Regions from separate parts of the Sus scrofa genome. Here region 2 is linked to region 1. The links are chromatin contacts, called in public HiChIP or PLAC-seq maps. All regions are on one chromosome and are shown on one strand. Each heading gives the region's core, a stretch centred on a gene start, on an enhancer-like site or on the middle of the called end of the contact. The rest is flanking DNA. Distances are from core to core; before and after follow the strand shown. Region 1 holds the start of GRTP1 (growth hormone-regulated TBC protein 1). Region 2 holds the start of ADPRHL1 (protein ADP-ribosylarginine hydrolase-like protein 1).

The links. HiChIP or PLAC-seq counts read pairs in DNA pulled down with a chosen protein or histone mark.
Region 2: a contact with region 1 is called in an H3K27ac HiChIP or PLAC-seq map of skeletal muscle. The contact joins the promoter of ADPRHL1 here to the promoter of GRTP1 in region 1. A contact is called at or near these places in 2 of 47 Hi-C or Micro-C datasets (heart right ventricle and skeletal muscle) and 1 of 2 datasets of contacts at active chromatin or transcription factors (skeletal muscle).

The regions. Positions count from the first base shown.
Region 1 is chr11:78,635,117-78,641,703 of Sscrofa11.1, forward strand. GRTP1 (growth hormone-regulated TBC protein 1) reads right to left here and starts at 2,386. Exons shown (of 9, transcript XM_021065974.1): 1 at 2,214-2,386; 2 at 2,008-2,024; 3 at 1,874-2,005. The coding sequence starts at 2,260.
Region 2 is chr11:78,673,753-78,680,436 of Sscrofa11.1, forward strand. ADPRHL1 (protein ADP-ribosylarginine hydrolase-like protein 1) reads right to left here and starts at 4,193. Exons shown (of 7, transcript XM_003357909.5): 1 at 3,855-4,193. The coding sequence starts at 4,068. All of the region lies in intron 7 of DCUN1D2 (DCN1-like protein 2), which reads right to left.

The sequences.
Region 1 (6,587 bases), core at 1,136-3,635:
GTTGCCATAACTACACAGCCGAACAAATGTTACATAAGCAAAAAAATGAAAGCACAAAAGCAGTGATGACGACGTCCATAAAACCCAGTTAAATTTTCAGAAAGAGCAGACAGAGACAGGCGCTCCAGAAAAGCAACAGCAAAACCTCTCCAAAGGAGCCCGACAAGAGGGAAGATGGGGGACCCGCCCCGCGTTGCCGCGGCTGCGGGGCGGGTCCAGTCCCGGGCCTGGGAACCTCCGCACGCAAAAAACAATGAAGATTGGGAAGGGTTCCGGATCCGGACTGCTGTTATTCTCGGCCCACCTGGGGGGACCCCGACGCTGGACAGCAGACACAAGGCCTGAGGTAAACTGGTGGGCCCACCAACGACAGGACAGACTCACGACAAAACCAAAGGGGAAGGAGCAGGCCCCGTGTTTTCCGCAAAAACAAAAGTGCGCGGGCCCGTGACTCCCTGCATGCACGCCCTGACCTCTGGGTCCACGTGGACACGGGGCTTCTCCTGCATTAACGCAACTGCACCCAAGGGCACCCCGTTCTTGGGAGGGGACATGGGACAGGCACTGGGGGTCGGCTCATGGGACCGGGGCCTGCGCAGGAGGGAAACGCAACGACATGCCACGTCTTTGCGCAACTAAGATGTTTCATCATGTGCAAAAATTGTGTTTGTTTTTACACACCAGTAGGAAACGTTTAAAATCAGATCACACAGGGCAATACGAAGGCAGAGGCGCCGCAGGGAACAGGTTAACATGAAGGAGCAGCGCTGGGGACGCCACCTTCACCAGGACCTCGGCTTTGGGCTCTGGACGCCAGGACGTCCCACCTCTGAGGTCCCCGCAGGCTGACTTAGGAAGCGTTCCCTTACGGGTGTTTTACTAAGCTCTCCTGGCAGTCACAGCCCTGGCAGAGGGAGAGGCCGGGGCGAACCTGCCCACACCAGTCCCTCCGGTATTTCCCAGACACGGCCTGCGGCTGAGGCCGGCCCTCTGGGATCTATCCACCAACCTCTTTAAAAGCAAAAACTGACCTGTCGCCCCCTTGCTTAAAAACTGACTGCTCTCTGCCTGGTCGCGGGCCGGCCGTCTGCCCACCTGTGCCCGGGCAGGGCCTCAGCTCCGCGCCAGACCTCCTCCCAACACTCTCCTGCTCCCTCACACAGCTCAGTCCCTCGTGGGTCGTCATGTGCGGAAGCCCCCTCCGCCCTCTGCCCCTCTGCTTGAGCCCCCTGACCTCCTGGGCACACGTCTGCCCTCACCACCTGCCGGGCAGGTGCCCCTAGTCTGGCCTCTGTCTAGGCAGCATGGGCAACAGTGCGGGCAACCCCTTCGTGCGTTCATTCATTCAACAAACACTGCAGCGATCGCTCCCAATCCCGCAGGCAGGCAGGAACCAAGGATAAAATAAGTAAGCGAAAGGCTGCATAGACAGGAGCAGGAGACAGGCAAGAAGGCAGAAGTGCGGGCCTGTGAGGTGTGACGAGAGGGCCCGAGGGCTTCAGGAGGCATGAGGCCGGGAGCCGGCACCGTGGGCGGAGGAAGAGGTGCGGGTCCACTAAGGACCCGCCTCTCACTCGGAGCGGGCGGGGCGCTCAGTCCAGAGGTGTGCAAGCGCAGAGCCGCGGCCACGCTCATCCTGAGGAGCGGGAAATCAGGTTTCTTCTGGAAAGAAGGCCATGGTCGCCATCCATCTCGAAGGGAAGATAGGAAGCCCTCGCTTCCTGCACAGGCGCATCGGCCTCAGCTGTGAGCCCGCAACTCCTGCGTCAAAGGGCTTCCCGGCCGCCTCCCCCAGGAACCCCGACCCCCGGGGGCACCCTCGGCTGTGACTTGAGCTCCGGGGAGTGGGGGGGCGCTCAGGCTCCGAACTCACCCGTCATACTCTTCTGGACACCACCGCCTCCCTTGAGAAGTTTGGACCATTTTATGGCTCTTCTGGTGAGTATCACCAGGTAGGCGGAGAAAAACTCTTCATAAGCTGCATAATCAAAGTCTTCAGGCCTTCAAACCCGTACGGATCAACCCTACGGCACAAGGAGGCCCGGAGTAAAGCTCCGCGCGCACTTGGGACGGGGACCTGCCGTGCGGAGCTGCGGGCCCGCGTCGGGGGCGCAGGAGGGGGCGACGGGCCGAGCGCGGGCGCGCACGCAGCCCAGGGGCGCGCAGGCGCGGGCACCACCGCACCGGATCCGCACCCGCGCCCGCGCGCCTACCTGGGGACGCGGTCCCGCGCCGCCTGCGCGCGCCCCGCGGTCTCCATGCGGGGAGGGCGGCAGGGGCGCCGGGGCGCGGGCCCGCGGTGCCAAGTCCACCTCCCGGGACTCCCGGGACTCCCGGCGGCTCGCGTCCTTCCGCCGGGCCGCGGGCGCCGGGAGGCGGGACTGGGGCGAGGGGAGGGGAGGGGAATGGGGAGGGAGGGGTGGGAATGGGAGAGGAGGGGAGGGCGGGGCGGGGCGGGGCTGGCGAGGGAGCGGAGGGGCGGGGGGGGAGGGGGAGAGCGGAGGCTGCACCTGCTCCTGCCGCCCCTGCGCAGGGCGGCGACCGGGACTGTTGGAGCCGGGAGCCTGGGAGGGGCCGCAGCCCTGCAGGCCGCCCGGTCCGCAGGCAGGAGGGAGGAGGCCGGTGGGATGGGGGATGGGGGGCCCGGGGGCGGGAATGGAGCTCAGCCTGGCAAAGCTGGCTGAGCAGGTGCGGCGGGGACCACCCCTGCGCCCCACCCAAGGGCCTCCCGGGGCCTCCGGGCCTGGAGCAAAGGTTGGCGATGAATTTGCTGTGGATTCTTGCGACAGCCTTTTGAACCTCAGAACCGCGCAGGTCCAAAGGCCAGAGTTCTGACCCGTGACCGCTGTTTTAATATTCATTGGGCAGAAAAAGATTTTTTCCCTTGCTCTCTCTCCTTCAGCCTTCTCTTCATTCCTAATCCCCGCAGCCCCTCCCCGGGGACATCTGACTCTGGCGGGAGGGGTCCGGTCCCCCACCCCCCCACCCCGTGCCTTCTTCCAGCCTCCAACCAGGGGCCAGGCCTTGGAGCCGGGGCTGCCAAAGTGCTGCTGGATGTGGCGGCCCCAGCCCGCAGGTAGACCGTGGCGCGCCCTGCAGGGCTGCCAGCTGGAGTGACTTGGGGTTAACACCCCAGACGTCTGCTGCTCCCCAAAGAAGGCAGAAGCGGGGGCTTCCTCCTCCGCCACCTCTTCCCACTTTTGTTCGGGAGCACGAGGCGACTCTGGCTGCCTCCGAAGGAACAGAAATGCCTTTTGCTCTGAGGGCGTGTCCACCGTCTCCTTGGGTACTGCAGGGCGGCCTGGCTTTGAACGGTGGCTTCTCCTGGTCGGTCATCATCACCCTGTCTGGACATTTCGATATCGTGGCATGAAGACCACACACCAACTGCTTGCCATATTTAGGAGGCCGTGGAGAAATTGCCCAAACTGCCTGAGAAGTTAAGGTTCTTGAAGATAGGAGGTGCTTTTGTGGCCTCAGCCTTCCACCTCCCAAGGGTCCTTTCTAGAAAACGGATTCAGGACAGTCAGCAAACCAGGCAAAGCGGAAGGACACCGTCCCTGTGCAGGAAGCCCAGCCCCCAGGGCCAGGCCCTTTGGGGAAGATGCCTTTCTCGAACTCCAGACGTGCTCTCTTGCAACACACACCTATGGCAGGTGTGGTGGAGACGGTTCTGCCAGTGTCCGCCGCAAGGCCACCTGGGCTGTCGTGAACAGCCTGCTCCTGACATGGGTTTTTCAGGAACGTTCCATCTCAGGACTGAGCAAGGAGCCTGGAGGTCGTTTGGGCACGTCCGGCCCTGTGTCTGTCCGTTTCCGCGGGAGACTCTACGGAATTGGTGGTCTGCTGAGCACGACCCCAGATGCCCCCTGTTGCTCTGGGAAAACCTCCCAGCCTTCAGCTCAGGTCACAGCATTTTGCTTTTGAGACTCAGTGTCCTTTTCAGAGACCCTGCTCTGGGCCACCTCCTTGGCCTCCCCACCAGGCGCGTCCATCAGCAGACCCCAGTCCACAGTCCACTCGCCCTTCGACCGGCTCAGGCCTCCCGGGCGCGCGCTGCCTCCACCTGTGCTGCTCTGACAGCCACAGGCACGTGCCCCCCCCCACCCCGTTCTTCCTTCTCCTTTCCTTGCGGCTCCTCGGCCGCTCAACAGGGCTGCTGCCAATGGAAGCAAATGACTCCCTGATCTCTGTCCCGTTCTGATCTTTCTTTGGGCCCGAACCACGTTTCCCCTCCCTGTCCCCATCCCCAAGAGCATGTCCAGCACGGCTGCCCCCCTTCTTTTGTGCCCCAGCTTGCAGCCCTGTTGGCCGCAACTGCCACCAGCCTGGCGGGCCTGGCAGACGCTTCTTGCTCCCTCATGGCCGCTCACTCCTGCCCTTTCCAGGCAGATTCCAGCCGCTCTGCCCCGCCACGTCCTCACAGCCCCCCGGTCCCGGTCCTGGTCCTGTGGCTGCGATGCCCTGACAGAGCACAGACCGCGGACGTGTGCACTTGGACTTGAGCGTGATGGCAGTGCCCCCAGGGTAGTGGGGGCCAGATGGACTGGGGGAGAGCGTTAGGTAAGGTTGGGCCGCCCTCCAGGGAGAGTGGAGGCAGAGACAGAGGCCAAGCCAAGGGAGGTGGTCAGGAGCCAGAAGGCGGTTTCAGAGCTGCCGCCCTGCCCCCAACCCCTGCCCGAGCTCCCCGCTCAAGAGCCAGAGGCGGCCAGACCCCTGTGTCTTCGGTGACCCTCTGTCCACCTCCAGATGCCAGGGCACCTGCTCCAGCCAGATGCCCCGCCCACAAAGCCAGCGATGGTCCCCGACGGGAGACCCACGTGGAGGAAGGGAGCAAACTGTGCCTGACCCCCAGAGCCAGTGTGGCCCTCGCTGGGGCAGCTGGCTCTGGTGTCCCCGAGCCTGCGGTCAAGCTGTGTGAGGACTCCACACCCAGGGCCCGCTCCTCTGGGAGGCTGCACTGAGGGCCGCCCCAGGCCGCTGTGCGGTGGCTGTCGGCCACCCTCTCCCTGCGGGAACTCCCCGTTCTCGATGTAGGAGCTGCTGCCCTTGGGAGTGGGATGCGCTGTCAGAACACTGCGGCTCCGGGGCACCCGCCCCGCCCAGGCTAACAGACCGTCCAGGCGACATCATCAGGCACCGTGGGAGGACCATGGTGACGACATCCAAACCTGCAGGTCATCACGGCCACAGGTGGACCGGCCGGGGGCGCTGGAGGGTTGGACTTGGAGCAGCGCTGCTCCAGCCTGACCAGGAGTGCTCTCCGGGGCCCCTGGAGGCGTCGGTCCCAGGGGTGGCTGGGAGCTGCCGTCCGCAGCCCCAATGTGGGGTGCGGGGAGCCCCACAGCCACCGCTGTGGATGAAAAGTGCCTGGAGAGACAGAGGCAGAGGCATGCAGCGGTGCCAGGGGCCAGGAGGGCCTTAACGGGCCTGGGCGTCAGGGCGGCTGCTCTGCCTCTTCCACATGTTCATGGAAACGGACTGTTGACCTTGCTGAGCCCCTATTTTCTGGACATCAGCTCATGCAGAGAAGCCGCTGCCATGGGGCTCAGGTGGTCTCAGTGCCCTGTTTATCCAGGACAACAGACAAGCCCCCCCCCCTTTGCTGTGTGTCTGCTGATCATTGGCCCGGCTTGCCCCCGACCCGCCACCCAGCCCAGCCAGCAAAGATCCCTCGGAGAGCAGGCCACCTTGGGGACCCAGGCTGGGCCAGGGCTGTGGGGATGGCCGCTCAGCGCTCAGGTGTCCTCACGAGGCTGCTTGCTCTTCCGAGTGTCCTGCCCTCCCCGGGATGCGTGCAGAGTCACGGGTGTGAGACTGGGGACCCAGGGACATAAAAAAGATGCACATGGGGGGACCGCAAGGCCTCCAGTGACCCATAAGATGCCCACTTCTCCACAGGGAGCCGGGCGCTGCCACAGCAGGTGCACGACCCCGGGCTCTGAAGGCGCTTTCATCCAGATGTGTCCCATCCGTCCTGCCTCTTCCTTGTCCCTGAGGCCTGGCAGGGACTGTCCCAGGAACCCCGGGCCGTGTGGTCATCTTGCATGGGGGCCTCTCCTCGGGGAACCGCCCTCCCCAGGATTGAAGGCAGGATCAGGGTCCAGGAGGCTCCCCTTCGGGTGGGTGGCTCTGGCTGGGCCGTGTCACCTTGTGCTCAGGACTTGGGGAGAAGCCAGGGGCTTCACTGGTGCCCAGAGTTGCTCAGAACCCCTCCACCCCATCTCCTCCTCCTCCAGGGGCCCGTGTGCCCTGCAGGAAGTCACTGCCATGTCTTTCTTCCCAGAAGAAGAACAGCCACAGGAGACGGCCGGTCAGCATAATGACAGGTGTGGGGAGGCTGTGGACAGAGAGCCGATATGGCGCCAGGAGGTGGGTTTGAGGCAGCTCATCAGACTCCTGCTGTTTGTTTTCCTCCCTGGATCCTTGAATACAGGTTTCCGAGTGTCAGACATTCTGTTCGCAGGCTCCGGACATGGTAGGAAGAAGAGGATTTGGAAGAGGAGACAGTTTTTGTTTTGTCTTTTTGTCTTTTTAGGGCCACTTCCCATGGCATATGGAGGTTCCCAGGCTAGGGGTCAAATCGG
Region 2 (6,684 bases), core at 2,943-5,442, 40 kb after region 1:
GGCCAGAGTGGCGGGTGGGGTCAGCCCGACGGGCGGGGCCAGAGTAGTGGGCGGGGTCGGCCAGGTGGGCGGGGCGGCAGCGACCATCCCCGCGACCAGAGGAGGACTTGGTGAGCGTCGCGCACATCCCTGGCTGCCCAGAGAAACCGGAATGGCTTTGGATTTCATTTAATTTCAGTTGCAGTTTGTCCTGTGCTTCTAGTTCCACCCAAGACTCTAGAAAAACCTGCAGCCCTTACACAGCCGACGGTCGATGCCGGTGAGGACCAGCTGGCCGGAAACAGCCTGTCCCTGGGCCATTAGGGACTCAGGTCCAGGCAATGGGGGGCTGCCCCTGGTCTCCAGCCCCCTTCTCCTCCCACCAATGCCGCAGCCAAGTCCCCACTGCACCCCACGTGGGGAGGCGTTCTGGGTTCGAGTGTGGTCCAGATCCCCAGGGTCCCCCAGATCATGGGGACCCTGAGCTCGGCTGGTCTCACGCCCCCCCCCCAGCACTGTTCTCTCCCAGGCCAGGCTCGAAGAGGTGTGACCTGCCTCAGGCCAGAGCTGGCAAGGGGATTTCGATAGCAAAGCCTGAGCATTTCTGCCCTTCGATGAGTGCACAGCGTGGTGGGCAAAGGCTGCACACCCTCCACCCGGGGCCCCGGGCGCCTGGTCACACAGGAGCAGAGCTGGATGTGCAGGGCAGAGGTGCGCCTGCCCAACAGCCTGACGGCTCTCGAGTCCAATCTGTGCTGGCACCACAGGCCAGGCTGCGGCTGCAGCAAGGAGCAGGGCTGCCCCTGTCTGGGTGGATTCCCTGGCTCTGGGGGACCACCCACCCCAGGCTCGGAGCAGGCAGGAGGGGCCGTGAGACCAGCCAAGGCAACTGAAAACCAAGCTGCCTCCCAGCAGGGCCCCAGCACAGAGCGGACGGCGGAAAGCAGCCTGCCAAGCAGAGCTCTGAGTGCCGGGCAGACCGGGGGAAGAGCGGCCGCCGGCCCCTGTCCACCTGACCTTCTGTCCATCCCCCACCTCTCAGCAGGGGAGGTCCCCACATGGCCTGGTCACTGCTCTGTCGCTGGGCACACATGGCGTTGCCTCCGAGGGGAGTTGGGGAGGGGGTGTGGTGAGACCTGGGTTGGGGGCAGTGAGTCTGCTGGTCTTGTGGAGGGTGGCCCTCCCCGGGTGACACTGAGGGACGCTGGCCGGGAGGCATGTCCAGGCTGTTTCTTGTCACCATCTCGGTCCCAAGTGAATAGGCCTGGCCCTTCCAGAGCCCTACGACGAGTCATTTTGTTCTGGGAAAACTTCCTTTTTGAAGGGGAAAAAGCTTCTTAAAAGCAACAAAACTCCTGTTGGTTTCAGGTTTGAGTCTTCAGAACTCAGAGCTTTGCACCTGCGCCCCCCCCCTGCTCTGTAAGCTTCCCTACTTGGTGACAAGGCCACGCCACCTGCTTTCCTCTGTCTCCACTGCCCAACAAATCCACTTACGAAACCGCCTGTGAGTCTCCCAGCCACCGGCATCGTAAGGAAGGCACAATAGCAGTGTCCGGTCACTACAATAAAAGCATTACCTTGCAAATGTCACTGTCTGGAGAGCTGGCCTGCTTGTCCCTGGGACAGGCCTGTCTCCTGCCGCCAGAGGCACTTGCTGGCTGCCCCCAGTGCCCCCCCCCCCCGTCGCAGTGGCGACGTGGCCACTCTGCTTGACCACGGTGGCAGACACTGCTCACTGTCAGATGCACACAACAGTTTGGACAGACAGACAGCTGCCCCGAGCCAGCCTCAGAGGCTCAGGGGGTGCCGCTCCTGGAGTGAAGCTGGGAAGTGGGGGCTCCCCTCTCAGCCGCCGGTGGCGGACACAGGGGCAGGCACACAGGAGCCTTCTGTGGATTGGATGTGTGTATTCTGGTCACGCGCCCACCTTGTGGGGTACTGGACCCCACGGCCCAGGTCAGCATCTGCTTCTGGTCCGCAATGCCTGTTTCAGAGACACCCCGAGGTGCAGGGGCACCCGCCCCCCACAGCCCCGTAGAGTGTTGGCTCAACGTACTAACTAGCGCCACGGGGAGTCTGCCTGTCTCTGGAAATCGTGTGAAGTGCTGTCCATAGGGCCCCTGAAATATTTCGCGTCCACTAGCCCCACGGGGTGGGATGGTACTTCAGTGCAGGTGCCAGAGGCTGTCCCGGTGCCAGTCCTGCTCTAGCACACTCAGCTGTGTGGCGCTGGCCAAGTAACTCAGCCTCTCTGTGCGCTGTTCCTTTATCTCTAATCCGCCACAATAGAGCCGACTTGTAGGGAGGGCGAGGACCAGATGCCCACGCCTGAAGTTAGAACTGTCCCGGGCCACTGTCGGTGCCATGTCAGAGTCTGCTGCATCACTGTTAACGTGGCTCAGAGCCCCTTCCACAGGCTCATTTGCTATCAAAGAAAAAGGTTGGCGTTCCTGCTGTGGCTCAGCTAGTTAAGAATCTGACTAGCATCCATGAGGATGCAGGTTCTGTCCCTGGCCTCACTCAGTGGGTTAAGGATCTGGCGTGGCTGTGGCTATGGCCGGAGCTGTAGTTCCAATTCAACCCCTAGCCTGGGAACCTGCATACGCTGTGGGTGCAGCCCTAAAAAGCAAAAAAAAAAAAGGAAAGAAAGAAAAGAAAAACTCTGGGCTGTTTGAAAACTAATCGTAAATGAACGCCAACTTGGATTTTGAGTGTGCTGAAAACCCGCACGCTTGTAGAGCATCGGAAGACACCCTCACGGGCGCCCAGGTGACTGGCAGGCCTGAGGCGGTGTGACAGCTGAGCCGCCATCCTCAGAATTCACACCCTGCATGTGGGGCGGACTCCGCCCAACTCCTGCCAAGAGGACGCAGCCTGATCTAACTGGCACATTCCCACCGCAGACAGGCCAGCTGCTACCCTGGGGTCACCGCACAGATGTGGGCGCAGCAGGACCCAGGAATCTGCCCGGCAACCCACACACGGGCACCATCCACACTTTGCAGCTGTGAGACTCAGAAGGAGGACTGTCAGGCCTGTTTGCTGTGACGCTGTCTTATCTGTGGCGCCTGAGCTCTGCCCCCGCTGTCGCGTTCCTGTGCAGTGACAGCAGAGCTAAACCAGCTCCCAGCTCGGATGATGACAGGGGCACAGGGAAATGTCAATTCCTCCGACTCCAGGGCTGCTCAGGTTCTAATTTTGCAATGGCACGCCGACAGCCCTCACGGGTTTTTAAAGAGCAGATACTGGGGGAGAAGTGGGCCTCCCATCACACACCCGCTGTTTCTCTGAAATTCACGGAAAACTTCTTCCTAAAGTCAACCTGCTACTTAAAGAATGTTCAAGAAGCGCTGTCTCCCCCAGATCCCACCAACTCTACAGCGTTTTCTTAGGACAGCTAAGAAACCGTAGTGACCGCGGTCGTACTTGGTCAACGGCATTTTCACCATAATTCCCCGGAACGGAGACGTCATTCCCAGACAGTAGCACGTTAACGCGTCCGAGTTTCAAACGGGCTTATTATTTTACATACTTTTGAAGCAAATTCAGAAGCAGCCTTCCCATCTGCAGTGAAATCGGAGGCCCTCATCCCAAACGGCCCCCAGGGAGCGATCAGATTGGTTTTAACTCTGGACACAGGCTCGGCAGAGTGAACGCCTACAAACCAATGAAGTTCCAGTTTAGGAAACCGAATCTGCAGGCGCACAGAGTGAAGTGCCCGCGTCACCGGAGAGGCCGAGAGGGCATGTCCCATTCGTTGGGGACCCTAGTGGGTTACAGGGCGATGTTGCAGCCCAGCAGCGACCCCACGCCTGGCTCGTGCTCACCGCGGAAGCCCTGCTGCCTGCCGTGCCCAGAGCGAGGTTGCGCCTCACCTGTGACCAGGGCCTCGGCCGTCGCCATGTGCATGATGGTGTTGTCGCTCACTGGCCACTTCTCGGGGGCCAGCACCAGGTGGTCCAGCCCCCCCACTTTCTGCAGCTCCTCCTGGACCCTGGGGCCCGAGGCGCTGTTCTCCATGAAGGCATTTCTGTAGCCAAGGGCGTCCCCCACGGCGCCCAGCAGCATCGCTGCCCGAAACTTCTCCATCTCGGCGGGCGGCTGCTCTGCTCAGCCTCTGTGGCCTCGCCTTGAGTCCGCCCGGCCGGCCTCTGCTCTGGTCATCGCGTCGCCGTCAGGAACCTCCCCAAATGCCAGGCACTCCTTTTCTGTCTCTGCAGGTGGCACCAATGAGAAAGCCATCTGGACCTGCAGCTCACAGGCCTGCGGGAGCCACGTGGCCGGCGTCTGCGCCCTACAGGAGGGGCCCCCGGCTGTGGGCGCCAAGCCCGACTTGAAGTGGGGCGTGTGTGCAGTGCTCTCGATCAGAGGGCACACTCCCGGGGCTTTAAGTCTAGTCAACGAAGGCCCTGCGTCCAGTGTGTCACTGTGCCTGCGAGGACCCGCCCCGGCTCCCTGTGCCCCCTCCCCCGAGACCATGCATCTGTTTCCTGTCTCCGTGGCCTCGCCTGTCCTGGAATTGCAATTACACGCGGTGCGCTCCGCGCCTCTGTGCCTGCTCCTGGATGGGCGCCCGGCTGACTCATCTACTACATGCACGGATTCATTCCCAGGAAACCTGCTGATTATAAAATGTTATAAAGGCAAAAAGCACACTGAGCTGCAGCACGATGACCACGCGTGTCTCCCAGCTCCGCGTCCGACAGAGGCTGCGCAGAGAACAGGCCCTTGGGGTGTGTGTGCGAGCCGAGTGCAGAGCCCTGGGCCTCACAACCGGCCACCCTGGACCGTCACACCTTCAAAGGCCCGAGGTTCACAGAAAGAACCGTCACCCGAGCCCTGAGGCTGGGGCTGTGTGTAAACCAGGGGTCTTGACTGGAAACCAGGCATTGGGAGAGCTGTCCTTCTCTGTCCCCAGGCCCCTTGTCCCCCGGGGCCTGGTCGCAGGTCAGACCAAGTGGAAAGTGTCACACCCAGATGTAAGAAGACTCCCGGGAGTCCCCACTGTTGTCCTGCAGGTTGAGGACGCAACACAGAGTCTGTGAGGATGCAGGTTTGATCCCTGGCCTCACTCAGTGGGTTAAGCATCAGGCATTGCTGTGGCTGTGGTGTAGGCTGGCAGCTACAGCTCCAATTCCACCCCGAGCCTGGACTTCCATATGCCACAGGTGCCTGTGGAAAATAAAAAAAAAAGAACATATCCGATAAAAATAAAGATTCCTGATAGAAGGTATATTTGAAAAAGTGTATATACACATATGACCGGGTCACTTTGCTGTACGGCAGAAATTGACACAACACTGTAAACCAACTTTATTTATTTATTTAGTTTTATTTTTACAGCTGCACCCAGGCACATGGAAGTTCTCAGGCTAGGGGTCGAATCAGAGCTGCAGCTGCCAGCCTATGCCGCAGCCACGTCGGATCCTTAACCCTCTGATCAAGACCAGGGATCGAACCTGTATCCTCACAGACATTGTCAGGTTCTTAACCTGCTGAGCCACAACAGGAGCTCCTAAATCAACTATACTTTAATTGAAAAAATTAAAAACTAAAAAAAAAAAAATATTCTTGCCATTCATTTGTGGCTCAGTGGGTTTAAGGATCTGGCGTTGTGACTGCAGCGGCCCAGGCCACTGCTGTGGCATGAATTCCATCCCTGGCTTGGGAATTTCTACATGCTGCAGGTGCAGCCAAAAAAAAAAAAAAAAAAGTTTTGTTCAATAACAACATACTGAGATGCACTTAAATGAATAGGTAGCACCTGTTCAAAATGTGGTTCTGGAAAAGGGTTCCAGCCAGCACCATTCTGAGAGATTCTGAAGAACAGCAGGTCCTGGGTGCGAGGGACGCAGGCTCTCCCGCGGGACAGCCCCTCAGACCCCGCCCCGCAGGTGGAAGGGCTCTGGCTGAGAGCAGAGGGACGGCCCACGCCGGTCTCTTTTGCTAAAACGGAGGCAGCAGAGACCGCTACTGAAGATGCCAGGAGCAACTGCACCACCTGGCCTATGGCGGCGGCAGGCGAGCTCACCCACGCTCACCCGGCACCCGGGCCCTGGCAGCGCACCAGGGATGGGGATGCAGCCGCCCCCGTGGAGCCGGAAGCCGAGACGGCCGCATCATTCCGTTAAGTTAAAGCAACACAGCCACGTGTGTTATGTCACCCACACAGAAGGAGGGGACGCCGTCCCGTCCAGAAAGTCTCGGCAGGCACTGAGACGGCACGGGGGCACGTACTTGTTAACTGGTCACGAGCGGTTAACCCATGAACCTCCAGGGTCTTACAGCTCACGTTCCGAGCACCCAGTTCGCTACCAAACACCATCTCAAGGAAGCCGCCACTCGGAGCAGACAGTGTGACACCTGAAAAGGTAGGTGCATGACTCCCGCTGTGCCTTCGGGGTCACGGCCTGGGCCGGGGCGGTGGGCTGGCCGCGGTGGGTGAGTCCCCGTGTGGTGGCTGCTCCCCTGACGTGGGACGAGGCTCTGAGGTCCGGGGCAGGGGTCTGAGCAGCCAGGGAGAGAATGCGAGGCACCAGGACACCGAGAGGAAGCCTCAGTGTCCCCGGAGTTCTCAGCCCTGTGACAACGGGGCCTGAGTTCACACTGGACAAAGAGGAAACCCCTAACTTTGGGAAGAACCTCTGTCCAATTACCAATGTACAACTCCCTAAAACACCGTCCCCCCATAACTTCAAATTCCAA